Linked DNA regions of Mus musculus: region 2 is linked to region 1. Evidence: chromatin contacts called from public promoter capture Hi-C data. All regions are on one chromosome and are shown on one strand. The core of a region is the stretch at or near the end of the contact, and the rest is flanking DNA. Distances in the headings are between cores, read along the strand shown.

Region 1 (7,482 bases), core at 1,608-4,107:
AGGACAACAGTGGTATTTTAAGCTGTTAATTTTCCAAGATAAGGAAATTATAGCCAATTTACTTTCAGGGTGTATGTGTTTGTGGGTGGGGGGAGTATGCCATCGGTGATGTTAAAGTACTCCCGTTCCTCCAACTGAATTCTGATTCATGAGTGAAGGAGAGAGTATTTGGATATGTATCATTCTCGACACCCTTTGCATACTTAAGGACCCCCAGGGGTAACTGTGTAACATTTGATTGTGATTAATCTGACACTACCAAAGCTGCCCAAGTATCTCAGTCTACTTTTCTCTAATTTGTTCAGGATAGTTTAATATAATTTTGTTAAATGTAGTACTGATGACAAACTTTAATACTGCTTCTTCTAATGACTACCTGTGAACTTCTGAGGCTCAGTCTTACACATCTTAATTTTATATCTATATACTTTTTTTTTATGAATGTATGTGCATGTGTGTACAGGGTACACCTGAAAGTCTGAGGACAAATTCAAGTGTCATCCTTGGAAAGGCTGTCCACTTTTTCTGAGATGAGGTCTCTCCCTGGCCTCCAGCTACTACCAATTAGGCTAGATCGGCTGGCCAGCTAGCACAGCGGGCTCTTCTGTCTCTGCTTTCTCAGCGTTGGTGTTATATGCACACCACTATGCCTAGCAATTTTTACTTGGATTCTGGGGACTGGAACTCAGTTCTTCCAATCGCAAGGCAAGTGTTTTCCTGACTGAACCATCCTCAGGCCAGGTCTTGTTATGTCAGAGCCTAGCATAGCTCTTGCTTGGTATGTAATCATCATTGATTCTCATTTAAGGTTAGTTTGAACAATATGTTGAATGTAGCTTAAATTTATCAAGCCCTGAAACACCACCTTCCATGGCAAGTCTTTAAGACATGCACGTTTATTTAACACCAATGAAGCATCCAATACAAACAGCACACACGACTCACTAGGTACGCCCTGGATTGGAATGAATAAACTTTGGGCAATTTCAGGCCTTCCCCTGCTCAGGGACAATTTGCCTTTCTTTTATTGCTTCTCGGCGTTCTTATGGGGATCCCTTTTCTTTTCTTTTTTTTTTTTTTTAAAGATTTATTTTTATTTATTATATGTAAGTACACTATAGCTGTCTTCAGACACTCCAGAAGAGGGCGTCAGATCTTGTTACAGATGGTTGTGAGCCACCATGTGGTTGCTGGGATTTGAACTCTGGACCTTCGGAAGAGCAGTCGGGTGCTCTTACCCACTGAGCCATCTCACCAGCCCGGGGATCCCTTTTCTTCTTAAAGGAAATGTGAATGTTGCTACTTAGCATTTTGGAACCTTGTGATAGTTTCTAATTGCCTTCAAGAAAAAGTCCAATCCCTTAATACTGCCTGAAAAGCACTTCTGCGAACTCTGCTCAGCTGTGTGATATCATTACACTACTAAAACCCTACCCCCATTCACCTGGAGACCTCCTTCACAAGCTGTTAGCTTCGGCTAGAATGCTCTTTCTCTACACACCTAGCAGCAATAAAAAGCAAGTGCTAGATTGAATTCTTCCCAAACACGGGACATTTTTATGAACCACTTCGCTCATTATGAAGTGGATACTTACTTAATCTCAAATGTACAAAGGAGACACAGAGAAGCAAGCAGGTTCCAAAGGCAGGTCTGAATTCAAGGATGCTGTAAACACTCTCCCCACTCCCCAACAGTTCTCAGTAGGAGTTCAACTCTTTAAATCCCCTCTAACAGCTGATGTTAACACTAGACACTAATTCACATCTTATGCCTCATTAGCCGGAGGATAAATAAGCCCTCTGAATTCAGGTCCGACTGCATCTGGTTAACTTTTGCATCCCCAGCTCCTTGGGAACATGTAATTAACATTAACAAATACCTGTTGGATATTTAAATGAGTGAACACTGCGTCCACGCAGAGATAGCAGCTTAGAATTTCCCTGGGCAGCATCACTAGGCTTACCAGATTGGGATCTATATAGCATGCATCTCAACCTCACCCTTTTGGCAGTGTGAAACTTTATATATTCTTTTGTGACTTCGTCAGGCTGCCACGATTCCTTAAATGCTGCCCACACCCGTCCTTTTCATAACAGGGATTTGTCTTTTGAGAAAATCTTTTAGAGAAGATTTCTAAAACCCTAATATCAATTTTTCACTTCACTGCGGTTCAATTGTCTTCACGCCTCTCCCCTTTAAAAAAAGGTGGTGGTGGGGGGAGCAAATTGGAAATCAATGAGGGGAAAACTTTTTTTTAAAAAGTGAATTTCGAATGCAGAGTAGGAAAACATTCCAGCACATTTGGAATTGGGTCTTCCCGTGCTGCCAAGGTAGCACTGTCCCAGGTGGCACCTTTGAGAGAAAAAAATCCCGAGGGCCATCAAAGCGGAGGAAACAGGTGCTGCTCTAAGCAGGGGTTTGGTGGCATCCAGGGTTCTGGCTCCATCTTTTGACAAAGAGCCCAGAAGCTAAGGCTATCTGGCCAGTAGTCCATCACCTTCGAGGGGGAGGATTTAAAAAAAAAAAACAAAAAAAAAAAAACAAAGGCTAGAGGGGTGGCGGAGCACAGGGAAAGGGAGAGGAAACGTGACAAACGGAAGCAAACTCTCCTCTCCGGGGAGCGAGGTTGGGCTGCGTCCCCTTCCAAGGACCTGAGACGGACTGTCATTTTGTGTTTTCCCCTCCAAGCGGACTACCACCGGGTCTCGTGAGAGCCTCGGCGCCGCCGCCGTGGGGAAGGCCTCCCTCCGAGGGCTCGGGCTGAAGCAACCGCCTCCGGTCAGCTCGCGGACGCCCCGTGGGGGCCACGCCTGCGGTCCCCCACCCCCGGGCCAGGCCTCCTACCCACAAGGCCCCGCGCCACTCGCGCAGGCGCAGAGGCGGCGAGCGTCTCAGGAAGAGGAAAATGGCATAAACAAGTCGGGAGGACCCGGAGCGCGAGCCGACGAGCGAGCGGAGGGCAAGAGTTTAAAAACAAACCGGCGGCTCCCTCCCGCCGTGCCTTTGCCCCACAGCTTCCGGTCGCCGCCGCCTCAGGGTCGTTTCTCCCCGCAGCCCCGGCCGCGCGCCCACCGCGGCGTCCCGCGCGGCCCCTTTAAGGACAGCGGAGAGGGAGAGGGAGAATCCCTGCTCGCCGCCCGCCCGCCCTTCCCCCTCCCCGGGCGGCTCCGGCTCCCTCAGCGGGGCCCAACCCGCCCGCCCGGCTTCCATCCGGCTCCGGCGGCGGCTCCTTCCCGCCCTCGTCTATGGTGGCGGCGGGGGACGCGGCTGCGGCGTGGCCATGAACAGTGGCGGCGGCGGTGGCCTCCCGCCGCCCTCGGCCGCTGCCTCGCCGTCGTCGTCCTCGCTGGCGGCGGCCGTGGCGGTGGCGGTGGCGGCCTCGTCGGGCGTCGGGGGCGTCCCCGGCGGGCCGGCGGCGGCGGCGGGCGTGAAGCTCAAGTACTGCCGCTACTACGCCAAGGACAAGACGTGCTTCTACGGCGAGGAGTGTCAGTTCCTGCACGAGGACCCAGCCGCCGGCGCGGCCCCGGGGCTTGGCCTCCATAGCAACAGCGTCCCGCTGGCGCTAGCGGCCGCGGCCGGGGCCGCCTTTCCTCCGGGAGCGCTCCCGGGCGGGGGAGCGGGGCCGCCCGCGGGGCCCAAGAAGCCGGAGCTGGGCGTCCCGGGGGCGGCGACCGCGGGCGGCGGACTCGATGGCCCGCGGGTGGCGAGTAAGTGAGGCCCGGGCGGGGTGGTGCGGTGCGGGGTTGGTGCGGTCCGGGCGCGGGGAGGAGGCCTGAGCCTGCCCGCTTCCCCTCACCTCCGGGCCGCAGGAGAGGCCTAGGCCCTGCGCAGCCCTCCTTCCTTCTTCCTGTTTCCTCTCTGGGCTCCGCCGCTCGGGGCAAACCCCGGAGCTAGGGGAGGCGGGTTCCCGGGAGCGTGGGTGGACGGACGGTCGTGGTGTAATTGGGGTGGGGTGGGGGGCGCTGGGAGTGGGGTGCGGGGAGCAGGGGGGATGGGCTGCGGAGTGGAAGCAAGGGGGTGTCGCTTCCGGGTTTGTGTGTGTGTGTGTGTGTGTGTGTGTGCGCGCGCGCGCGCGTGTGCGTGGAAAGGGGCTGGGTCTGCGAGCACATGTGTCGGTGCGTGCTCGCGTGGAGCGCGGGCTGCCGAAAGTTGCCGGCTGGGAACTCCTTCTAAAGGATGTCCGGGGCCAGGGGTGGGGGTGCGGGGAGGAGAGGTGTATGAAGATCAGCTTTATTCATTTATTTATTTTTAAGTAAGCACAGGTTTAATAGAGAGCTTAGGTTAGGAATTTCCCAAGACTTGCGCTCAGGCAGGTTTCTGGAAAGCCAGAGTAAGTGAACTGGGCGTCTGCAGGGATCTTGTCTTTCCCATGGCGTTATACCGAGTGAACTTGCTCAGCACTGGGCCTCAAGAGCGTCTCGCACCCCGAAGGCTTTCGTGAGAAGAATTTAGGGCTGTGTACGTTATAGCTGTTAAGTTAAGTGGAGTTTGCTGTTACTGTAAATGCTTTGAACATTAGAATTAGATGCTTGATTTCCTCTAGTTTTAGATCTTGTGATAACTTGATAGTCAAGTTAACTTGAACTTCAGAACAATCTGTCTTTAACACAAACAACCTGATAAAGTGGTTTACTACTTACTGGGATAATTTATTTTTAACAGCCCCCCCCCTTTCTTTTTTTTCTTTTTTTTTTTTTTTTTTTTTTTTTTTTGGTCTCTTGTTTACCGAAGCTTAAATGGTAATAAATTTAGATGCTTTGTAAAGAAGTTAATTTCCTGGTGGGATGTAGCCGTTAATTTTTTAAAAATTACGTGTGTGTGTGTGTGTATGTATGTATGTATGTGTGTGTGTGTGTCATTGTCAGTGTGCTCTCACATAGCATGAATGTAGAAAGGTAAGAGGACAGACAGTTTAGGGGAGTCATTGCCCTCCTACAGCATGGGTCCTAAAGCTGGAACTCAGGTGGTCAGCCTTGGCAGTAGGCACTTTAACTACTAAGGCTTAACAAGCAAGCGTTGTCTTTGCCCCCTTCCTCCTCTTCTGTTTCTTTTTTCAGACAGGGTTTCTCTCTGTGGCCCACACTTGTCTGATCCCCCTGCCTCAGCCTCATGAGCTGGGAGTATAGGTTTGCCATCATGCCCAGTGGAGCTTTTGTTTAAGGTAAATTGTATGAAATGAAGTTGTGCCTCTGGTTCATTTAAGGATAATGTTTGATTGGTAAGGAATGAAAAAAACAGTATCTGTCCTAAGTTGGCTTTTTGTTGCTGCTTTAAAACACCATAACCAAAAGCAGCTTGGGGAGGAGGGAAGGTTTATTATGCATTAGAGTCAGTTATTGAGGGAGCCACACACAAGCTCAAGGTATGAACCTGGAGGCAGCAACTGAAGCAGAGACCAAGGAAGGAGGCTGCATACTGTCACTCTGGCTTGCTCAGCTACATTTCTTAAGCCTAGGCCCACTGCTGTTAATGGACTGGGTCCTCCTCCATCAGTAGACAGTCAAGAAAATGCCTTACAGAAATGTCCACAGACCAGTTTATTAGAGGGAAGTCTTCCTTGCCTAGGTGAGTGGTTTGTGTCAAGTTGACAAAAATTAACCAGCATAGTGACTGCCTTCCAAACTAGGACACCTAAAAGTGCTGGTCCTTAACGTGTGATCTTTCTAAGGTCGCAGTTGGACACAAGAACTGGGAAGGTCGGATAGAACTAAGTGAAGGAAGGAGCTGAAGGAATGGCACATGTGTACATGTGTGCCAGGTGTGGGATGCTCCTGCACATGTGTACATGTGTGCCGAGTGTGGGATGCTGCTGCACATGTGAACATGTGTGCCGGGTGTGTAATGCTGCTGCATGTGTGTACATGTGTGCCAGGTGTGTGATGCTGCTACACGTGTGTACATGTGTGCCGGGTGTGTGAGGACAGTGTACTTGTGTCCATGTTTATCTGGTATATTTAGGTGGAGTAAACCCTAGGGGTTCCTCTCAGGAGGGTGCGCTCCTTATCTGAGCAACAGAAAGCAACTGAGATAGAATCTTTAGACTATAGGTGGTTAATGCTAGGGACATTTAAATACTGTCATTTTAATAGCTGATTAAATAGCTGGGATCAGGTGGTTCTTTTTCTGGTTTGTTTTTTTTTTTTGAGACAGAATCTTAATATGTATCATTGACTGTCCTGCAACTCAGATATCTGCCTGCCTCTGCCTCCCCAGTGCTGGGAATAAAGGCATGTGTCACTTTGTCTGGCCTTGTGACATTTCTTTAACATAATAGTCCACCATCCTCCTTTTCTCATTGACCTTTCCACTGTGCTAGGCTTCAGTTAATGGCTGTTCTGTATTTGTACACTTAGTTATTCAATCTGTTCTCAAATAGCCTCTTAAGATAGCCTTCACCAGCCGGGCGTGGTGGTGGCGGCGCACACCTTTAATTCCAGCACTCAGGGGGCAGAGGCAGGTGGATTTCTGAGTTCGAGGCCAGCCTGGTCTACAAAGTGAATTCCAGGACAGCCAGGGCTATACAGAGAAACCCTGTCTCGGGAAAAAAAAAAAAAAAAAAAAAAAAAAGATAGCCTTCACCAACTAATTAAGTGTACAAGGAAATTAAAATAGATGACACATTCCAAATATTGCCATTTAGAAACATCTGGATTGTGTTAGTTGATGTGCTATTAGAGCATTCTTCAAGTGAATCTTTAATAATAATGTAACTGGGCAGGAGATCATAGTGGAACTGCTACTTGATAGATTTTTATGTTCCCCCATCTGGCCTCTGTGGAATTGTATATTCATGTGTATATATTTTTAAGCTTTTAATTGAAGTTCCTGTTTAAACATAGTCCAGTTTTGTGTTGCTATAACCGAAAAACACAGATTGAACAATTTAATAAAAAAACAAACAAACAGGAATTTCAGGGTCTGGCAAGATGGCTTTGAAGGTAAAGGCATTTGTCAAACTAAAACTTGAGTTCAATCCTCAGGACCCACACGGTAGTAGGAAAGAACCAACTCCTGTAAGTCCTCTGATCGCAGACTAACTGTATTGCCACTCGTCCCCAATAAGTACGTATGTATCTAAAAAGGGAAGGAAGGAAGGAAGAATTGCAGCCCTGTATCCCAGCACTTGGTAGATGGAGGCAGGAGGGTCAGAAAGTTCAGGGTCATCCTTTGTCACATAAGAGTTAGGGGCTTGCTGGGCTACAGGAAACCACAAGGAAAGGAAGCATATCTCTGTTTTGGAGGTTGAAAAGTCCAACATGAAGGTACTGGCCTGTGTGGAGAGGTATCCTCCTCAGCAGGCTGTCCTGGGACTCTTCTCTGTAGACAGATCCATCAGCCTCTGCCTCCTGAATGCTGGGGTGCATCACCACATCCTGCAGAGCCACCTTTTACTAGGCCACCCCTTCACCTGTTACACCAGGGATTTAGTTTCTAACTCATGGACTTTGGGGATGGGGGTCATATTCAAATGGAAGCAT
Region 2 (7,482 bases), core at 2,270-4,769, 1.8 Mb after region 1:
TTTATTAATGGATAGGTGGAAAACCAGGACCTTTGGCAAGCATTAGGAAACTCGAAGAGAAAAAAATTACAGATGCTCAGAACTCATCCAAACCCTGGGGTCAGGAGAGGACACAGTTATGGCTTTAACAAGTCCCCAAATATAAAGCTGACCCACAATAATTTGAGGACCCATTTGTCATACATGGGCAAGTGAACCGTGGCCGAGAGACTGCAGACCTAGCCGAGGAAAGTTCAATGATAGAACTAACAACCCTTAAAGGACCTGTAGAGTGTGGAGGATGAGGAAAGACTGCCATGTATCCTGAGAGCTTCCTAACTGCCATCTGCTTCTTTACGTGTTATCTTATTTAAGATAAGTTTATTTTTTATATGGGAAACCTGGGCTCAGAGGTGTGAAATAATTTTCCTGAGATTACAATACTAGCTAGATGACAGAAGTGGGACTGGTAGATATCTTCATTTTCTAGATGAAATTGAGCCTTGGAGAAGTTTAGTACTTGGTCTGGAGTAAGTGCCAGGTGAAGGCAGGCTGTGTCTCCCAGCCGATGCATCCCCGCCTCTCTCGTAGTCTAAGAGAGGAGTCTGCACTACTTAGAGCACGCGGTGGCACAGCACGAGTAAAGAAGCTGGAGTACGCCACTGAAAAGCAGGCCAGATTTAAAACCTAAGGGTTTTTAAAGCCATCTTTCCAGCTCCACAGTCCAATGCTGACTCGTGAAACAGTTCTGGGAATCACACAGTAAAGATGCTAATAACTTAAAGTCAATAATTTAAAATTACTTTATATATATAAAAGACAATTTCTTCCCATTCTAGTTTTGTTTTAAATCATTCATTAAACAATTACTAGCGCCCAGATTATAGGAAGTTAGAGTCTAGTCATAAGACTAAACTATGATCTTGCTATTTGTTTATTACCAACCTAGCTAAAATAGTCAAATTGATTTTATGGTAAGTTTCAATTTTACTTTGTTTATTTTTTTTTTCATATTTTTTCTTGGCAATTTCCTGATTTAAATTTCCTGGCTAAACCAAATGATGGCATGAACTCTTGGAGAGTAAGACAATCTATTTCTAAAAAGCCCTAAATTCAGTCCAGTATTTCTGACTGATAAATTCATCTTGAAGTGACAACTATGTCCCAATTAAGAAAGTGTTTCTCTATATGAGTTTAATTTTTTTTTTTTTTAATGTAGAGAACTCCTGATTGCTAATCAGCATGCTGCATGATTACGTTCAGGCCTTACTCAAAGTCCTATAGTATGCTGTTTTCTCACTGAAGTATGCAGGGCTCATTTCTGAAGGCCAGGCTGGTTCAGTCTAAGCTCTTAGCACTCTGACAATGGGAGGGAGCTACACACTCAGCTCAGCTTTGGGGGTGGGTAGTAGGCTGAAAAAAAATAAAAAGCTCCGGATTGGAAGTTAGAGGATGCAGCCTTCAGCCTCAGGTCTGACAGTTTAATGTACAAACTTAGATACACTGTTTCCTTCTGGCTTAGTTTTCTGTCTCAGAGCGGGAATGCTCAGGAGAGGTGGCTTTGGCAGAGGATAACAGGTCAGTTCCTAACACCCACATGAGCTGCTTTACAACTTCCGGTAACTCCCTGGTATTCCAGCCCCAGGGAATCCAAAACCTCTCCAGTCCTCAGGCATCTGCACCAACACACACATAATTAAAATAAAAAATAAATCTTTAATAAAGTAGCAGCACGAAGAAGTTGCCTTCTAAATCCAACTACACATGTAGAGCAAGACCATTAAAAGAAAAATTCAGTTTAAATAGCATTTGCTGAGCATGCTCTCGAAAGCCACGGTCTGCTGCTAACTCATCTCCACCCTGCACGCTCACCGTCACACGCTCACCGCCACACGCTCACCGCCACACGCTCACCGCCACACGCTCACCGTCACACGCTCACCGCCACTCTTGCTGTGCTGCACGACTGCGATGTTCAAAGATATGTAAGTTGTCTGGGTAGAGGTCCCTCAACACAGCTCTTTGTTCCTCTGGTTTCAAATGATGATGCCACTCAGGTGATGTGATTAATCAATTTTGTTTAGAGTCAGGTATGATATTAACACCACTCTCCCACTCTCATGACGCAGGCACAGGGCATGTATGAGCCATGGCAGACAGAAGTAGCTATGCTACTGTTTAGGACACACAGAGATTCACATGTGTGAGAAATGATGAGTATATCATTTATTGTACAATGCTTTACATTTTTATTCCACTTTAATCTATCTACTTAGCTCTTTGCTTCTTGACGGTGCAGGACTGTGACCAGCGACTTCAAGCCCCTGCTGCAGTGACGTCCCCAGGAGATGTACTAACCTTAAACTGTGAGTCACAATAAACCCATTCTTCCCTGCATTGCCATTATCAGGGCATTTTTGTTACAGCAACAAGACAAGTAACCAAGACAGATTCTGAAAGAAACCTAAGCAACCCAAATAAATCCGAAGCGGACTGACACCGTGACAGAAAGCCACCTCTGAGACAAGTGAACATGTAAGGCAAACAGGGGCATACTATGCAACACTCTCATTAAAAGGCAGGACACAAGCCACATCCTAATAGCACTTTACTTGCCTCTATATGCATGCACCGCCCCCTCAGCTTCTATTGATCCTAGGCAGGGTGACTGAGAGACAGGTATAGCATGAAGACTCATTGTGCCAAGTCTGAGCTATGTACTACTCAATTTAAGCAGTGACTTTTGACCAGCAAGAAGGCAGTGTAGGTTGAGATGGACAATGTCCTTAGTGGTAGTCTCAAGAAAGTATCTGCAGGTGACATCACAACTATAAGGGACTTTCCTCGAGCTATTTATCTGCTCCAAACTTGTCACTGTATAGATGTTCTCAGGGCACCAAATTTAAACAACCTGTATAAAGTACACAGCCAGAGACAGAATTAGATACCAGATACTCCAGTATCTACTCTGTGACTCATATTTTATCTGCTCGTTTGGGGAAAAGAACCAGGTAAGTGTGGATGCATTATGAGATATCATGTAAGTTTACTTAAAAGTTCTAAGAGAACAAAACAATACCTTGGGACAACGACTACAACCTTTGGCCTAATGGATAAGCTCTGCACATCCCAATAATTGTACACGAGTAGAATGTTCCCCATAGTTAACTCACTTGAACTCATTGACAACAAATAATGCCTCGAATTAATTTTTTTAAACAAATGCCTTGTACGAGAGAACTTGCCAAATATAAATATAGGCCGATAATTCTTTTACTAACACCTAAGAGTTGGAGACTTAAAAGGTTATTATAGTGGGGCCTGGTAGAACAGTAACTAAAATCTCACTCGAGAGACTGAGGCATGAATACACCAATTCTAGGTTGACTTGGCCTACACAGTGAGTTCAAGGCCAGCCAAGGAAACTTTGTAAAACAGTTTCTCAAATTAAAAAAAAAAAAAAAAAAAAAAAAAAAGATCTGGGGAAATGGTACAGTACTTGCCCAGCACGGGTGTGATGTCCGGATTCATTTCCCAGTACTGGCAAAACAAAGAGGAGGGAAGTTATAAACTCAACCATTATAGAAAACCCCTTATGCCAGCGGCCAACAGCAGCACACAGCAATCAAACCTATTAATGTTGTTTCAATGAAATACACAGGAGAAAGCTCACGTATCTCATTGGTTTGCACCAGTTTTTACTACCAAAGAGCTTTTGGTTTTTCCAGCTTTCTGAAGATAAGATTTAGTAAAGGGATTATAGACTGTACTCTGGAAAGTCAGGCTGCCCGGGTACATGGTGCACAGGTGAAGGACAGAGGTGGATGCTAACGGTCTTCCTTTCTCTCGGCTTACTTTTTGAGACAGGGTCTCTAACTGAATCTGGGGCTCACAGATTCAGCCAGGCTGAGTGGCTAGTGAGCCCCTGGGATCCACAGATCTGCACCTCCCCCAGCCTGGGATAACAGATGCATACAGTTGGGCCAAGCTTTATCAAAGTGCTGGGGCTTCCAGTTCAGGCCCTCATTACTGCAGGGAGAATAACTTACTGATGGAAGTCGTTTCTGCAGTCCAGTAAATTGTCAATGAGACCAGAATACACAACCACCGCAGGGTTTGATTTTAGGACAAGTCTCAACTCTAAGCACTCATTTGTTATATAGCCCAAGCTGGCTTCCACCCAAGGTCCTCCTGAGTGCTGGGCTTACAGAGGTGTCCACCATACCTGGCTTAGAGGTAGCATTTATATCCCAGGTTGGTGCTAAAGGTTTGTTTTCAGTTAAGGAATACAACAGAAAAAAAGAACAAGAGCTCACAAAATGATCTGCAGAGCACTGTATTCCTATTGCAGCTTAATTAATTATTAGTTAAATAAAAGCTTCCATTTATTGAATATGAATTTCTAAGTGGAAATAGATAAACCTACTTTAGTTTACTGAGGTTAACTATACTCTCTATGGGACCAATGTATATAAAAACAGGCACTCTGCATACTGTGGAAAGAATACACAGAAGTACATGGTATCTTCTCAGCTGGGGACTATTATTAACCTGAAGTAAATTGGGAATTTTCTCCCCCCCCCTCCCCGACCCGCCATATTCCATCTTCATTTTGTTTGTCACTATTAAGTTTTTCTGGCCAAAAATTTTGTTTTAATAAATTTTTCATTAAAGACAGCAATAATCCATTTTTATTTTTATTCTAGTTGTTTGTGGATGTTGCTTTACACCTCAAAAGTCGGGTTACATTTTAACTGAACCAACTAGATCATTCAATTTATGAGCTGACATTCAGCAAGTGTTTATTGGGAGGGGAAGTGTACTCCACTCTAAAAATGGAAATAGCATGTTGAATAAGAAAACAATCCTATTAATCTTGGCTACTCTCTCAGGAAGAAATACTTTCTCAAAAACCTCATAATCCATACAAAAAGAAATCTTACTTGTTTGATCTTACAACAAATATACCAGTACAGTATGTAGTGTAAATGCAAAGATAAATAAAATTAAAAAAAAGCAAAACCTAACCAGTCTATTTTCGTCATGAGAGAGGAGAAAAAAAACCCTAACAAAGTCTCTGTTGGAACGCTCAGCGATTTCCATTCCTAAGTACCACAAACTGAAATTCTTTTATTGAATAATTTCTTCCTACAGCGGACTTGTTTCCCCCATTGCACGCTACCAAAATTATCAGTATTCTGCCAGAACATGGTCGTTTAAGACCACTAATGAAACCCTACAGGACCGCAATCCAAAATGCCAGTCATGATTCCTGTAAGGTCCAGAAAAAATCCCAAATTGTAGTCCCAGGCCACGGAAACAGTCTATGCAAAGGACTCCAAGAATAGGATGTCCTCATGGACGCGATCAGTCATGACCTCCCTGACACCACATGACCTTTCTACGAAGGCAGTTCTTAAAACTTAGCAACTGAGCTCTCCCCTCTCTGAAGTTCAAGGAGGCAGGGCGGCTGCTGAGATGCGCGGGTCGGCTGCTCAGTGCCACCCCGGGTCAAGTGCTCGTCTTTCGCTACCCCCCTTACCGTGAGCAGATCAGAGAGGGAAGAAAGAAAAAGTGGCCTCCAAGGATGGGTTTGGGGAAGAAGGGAGGGGCAGCTCCGTGTGTGGTAACCGTTTGTGAACACGTAGGGTGGTGGCGCGCGGGCCGAAAAGAACCAACTATGGGAGCCCGTCGTGGCGTCCGCCATGACGGCCCGCCAGGGAGGCCCATCACTGCGCCTGCGCGCCAGGCAGGCAGCCGCCCAGCGACCTCTCCTTCCTCTGCCGCGTAATCCCTCCGCTGAAGGCCGCGCACTAATTTTAATCACGCCCCGCCCCCTAGCCTCTGGCGTCACCTCCGCCACTCCAGCGCTTTCCAGCAGCTTCCAGAACCAAGCCTGCCCCACCCCCTCCAGCTCCCTCCCCCTCCCCCTCCCCCGTCCTCCCGACTCACACTTTGCAGGCTCTGTAGCGAGGGGCCCCGCCCTGTCGCCGCAGTTCCCACTGCGCCTGCGCCTGCTGGGCGGGCAAGCCACGCCTCTGCGGAGCCCTGCCGGAAGTGCTCTGGTCTTCCCCTTCCCCGGCCCTGCCCGCGTGCTCTCAAGCAGGGCTGCCTGCCGCAGGAAAGTGTTTGTGGGGTAGCTCTTGGGCGGCGGACTCGCAGGCGGAAGTTGCTTTCCTGGCGGAGAGGGCTGTGGGGGAGGAGCCGTCCGAGGGAACGTGGGTTGAACGTTACGGTTAGATGGTGGGGACCTCAAGCTGGAAGAGGAGTTCGGGTCCACTGTATGCGAAGAAGGAGCGTACTTCGGGAGGGTAAGGAAGACAGTAGTTCCCTCGGGAAGTAGAAATTGGGACGGCTGGAGTGCCCGGGGTGGGTCGTTGGCGCGCTGAAAAGATGGGGTAGGAACGAGGTTGTGGTGGGCAAGGTGGAGGATGGAGGTGCAGGCTGGGTCTTCAGGTTCCGGTTAGGCTCAAAGAGGTAAACGCTGAAGAGAAACCAGAGTTTGTGCCCGCCCCACGAAGAGCGTGGAGATGGGCTGGGTAACGGAACGCCGCGCCTCTTGGACTTCCTTGGTAGGCTTTTGAAGCTCAGTTCGCGTGGACCCATCCGTCTCAAATTCGGGAAGCTGGACTGGGTACCAAGCAGTATTGGGCTCTGTAAAGCCTATCCCTTCGCTGGGGCTTAAGTCTGCTGGCCTTGAAAATTCATATGCAGAGCCGAGAGATAAAGCTCCGAAGGGTTCCAGGCCCTTTGAATACCTGTAATAGTTTCTACACATGCAGTGAATTAAATTTAAATCCCTCTCGTGATTGGCTGCTAAATGGATCTATTCTGGGCTGATATCTCCCATTAAGGTCTCCGGAATGCGACTTACCTACGTTGAAGGTGGGGGCTCGGTGGTGGGCGTAGGTAAGAGGAAAAGTGCCGGAGATGAACACTGGAAAACCTTGGTTGTTCTCCTTGAAATAAGCTCATGTCATAATCTTTAGGATGTACTGAGCTGTTTGGGCGGACTTCCTACAATCAGATTGGATTAAATAGGTGGTTTGAAGCGGAGCTGTCATTTTGACAGTGATATGAATGGAAAGAGAGACAAGTTCGAAACATTTCCAAAGCCTCGTTCACGAGTTTAGATGGCGCCTACTGTGCAAACATGGGAGATGAGAGTGAGTAGACGGCACAAACTTTCTAGTCTGTATTTGGAAACCCAAAAGATGCCAAAATTTAGATACTGTACAGGGAGGAGCTAGCAGTTACACTTGGAGAAAAGATAATGAAGGTAATTTATTCCTAGACAAATTGAAATTTGAGACCCACCCCGGGGTTTTGTGTATAATACAGTGCTTGAAAAACCCCAAGAGTCTACTTCTGGTATTTTAAAACTTGAATATTCTTTGGGGAGGGGGAATTTCTTAATATTGTTTAGTGTTTCTACTACCATCTTAATGGGTCTCCTCCCTCCTTCTCTCCTTCCCTCCCTCTCCTTTCCTTCCTTCCATAGAC

The links. Promoter capture Hi-C pulls out the DNA fragments that hold promoters and counts their contacts.
Region 2: a contact with region 1 is called in a promoter capture Hi-C map of pre-B cells, with 3 times the contacts expected there. The contact joins the promoter of Mm2pr here to the promoter of Pan3 in region 1.

The regions. Positions count from the first base shown.
Region 1 is chr5:147,427,299-147,434,780 of GRCm38.p6, forward strand. Pan3 (PAN3 poly(A) specific ribonuclease subunit) reads left to right here and starts at 2,858. Exons shown (of 19, transcript NM_028291.5): 1 at 2,858-3,711. The coding sequence starts at 3,282.
Region 2 is chr5:149,178,517-149,185,998 of GRCm38.p6, forward strand. It overlaps Mm2pr (macrophage M2 polarization regulator), which reads right to left and starts at 3,520. Exons shown (of 3, transcript NR_015478.2): 1 at 3,479-3,520. It overlaps Uspl1 (ubiquitin specific peptidase like 1), which reads left to right and starts at 6,044. Exons shown (of 9, transcript NM_001115149.1): 1 at 6,044-6,290.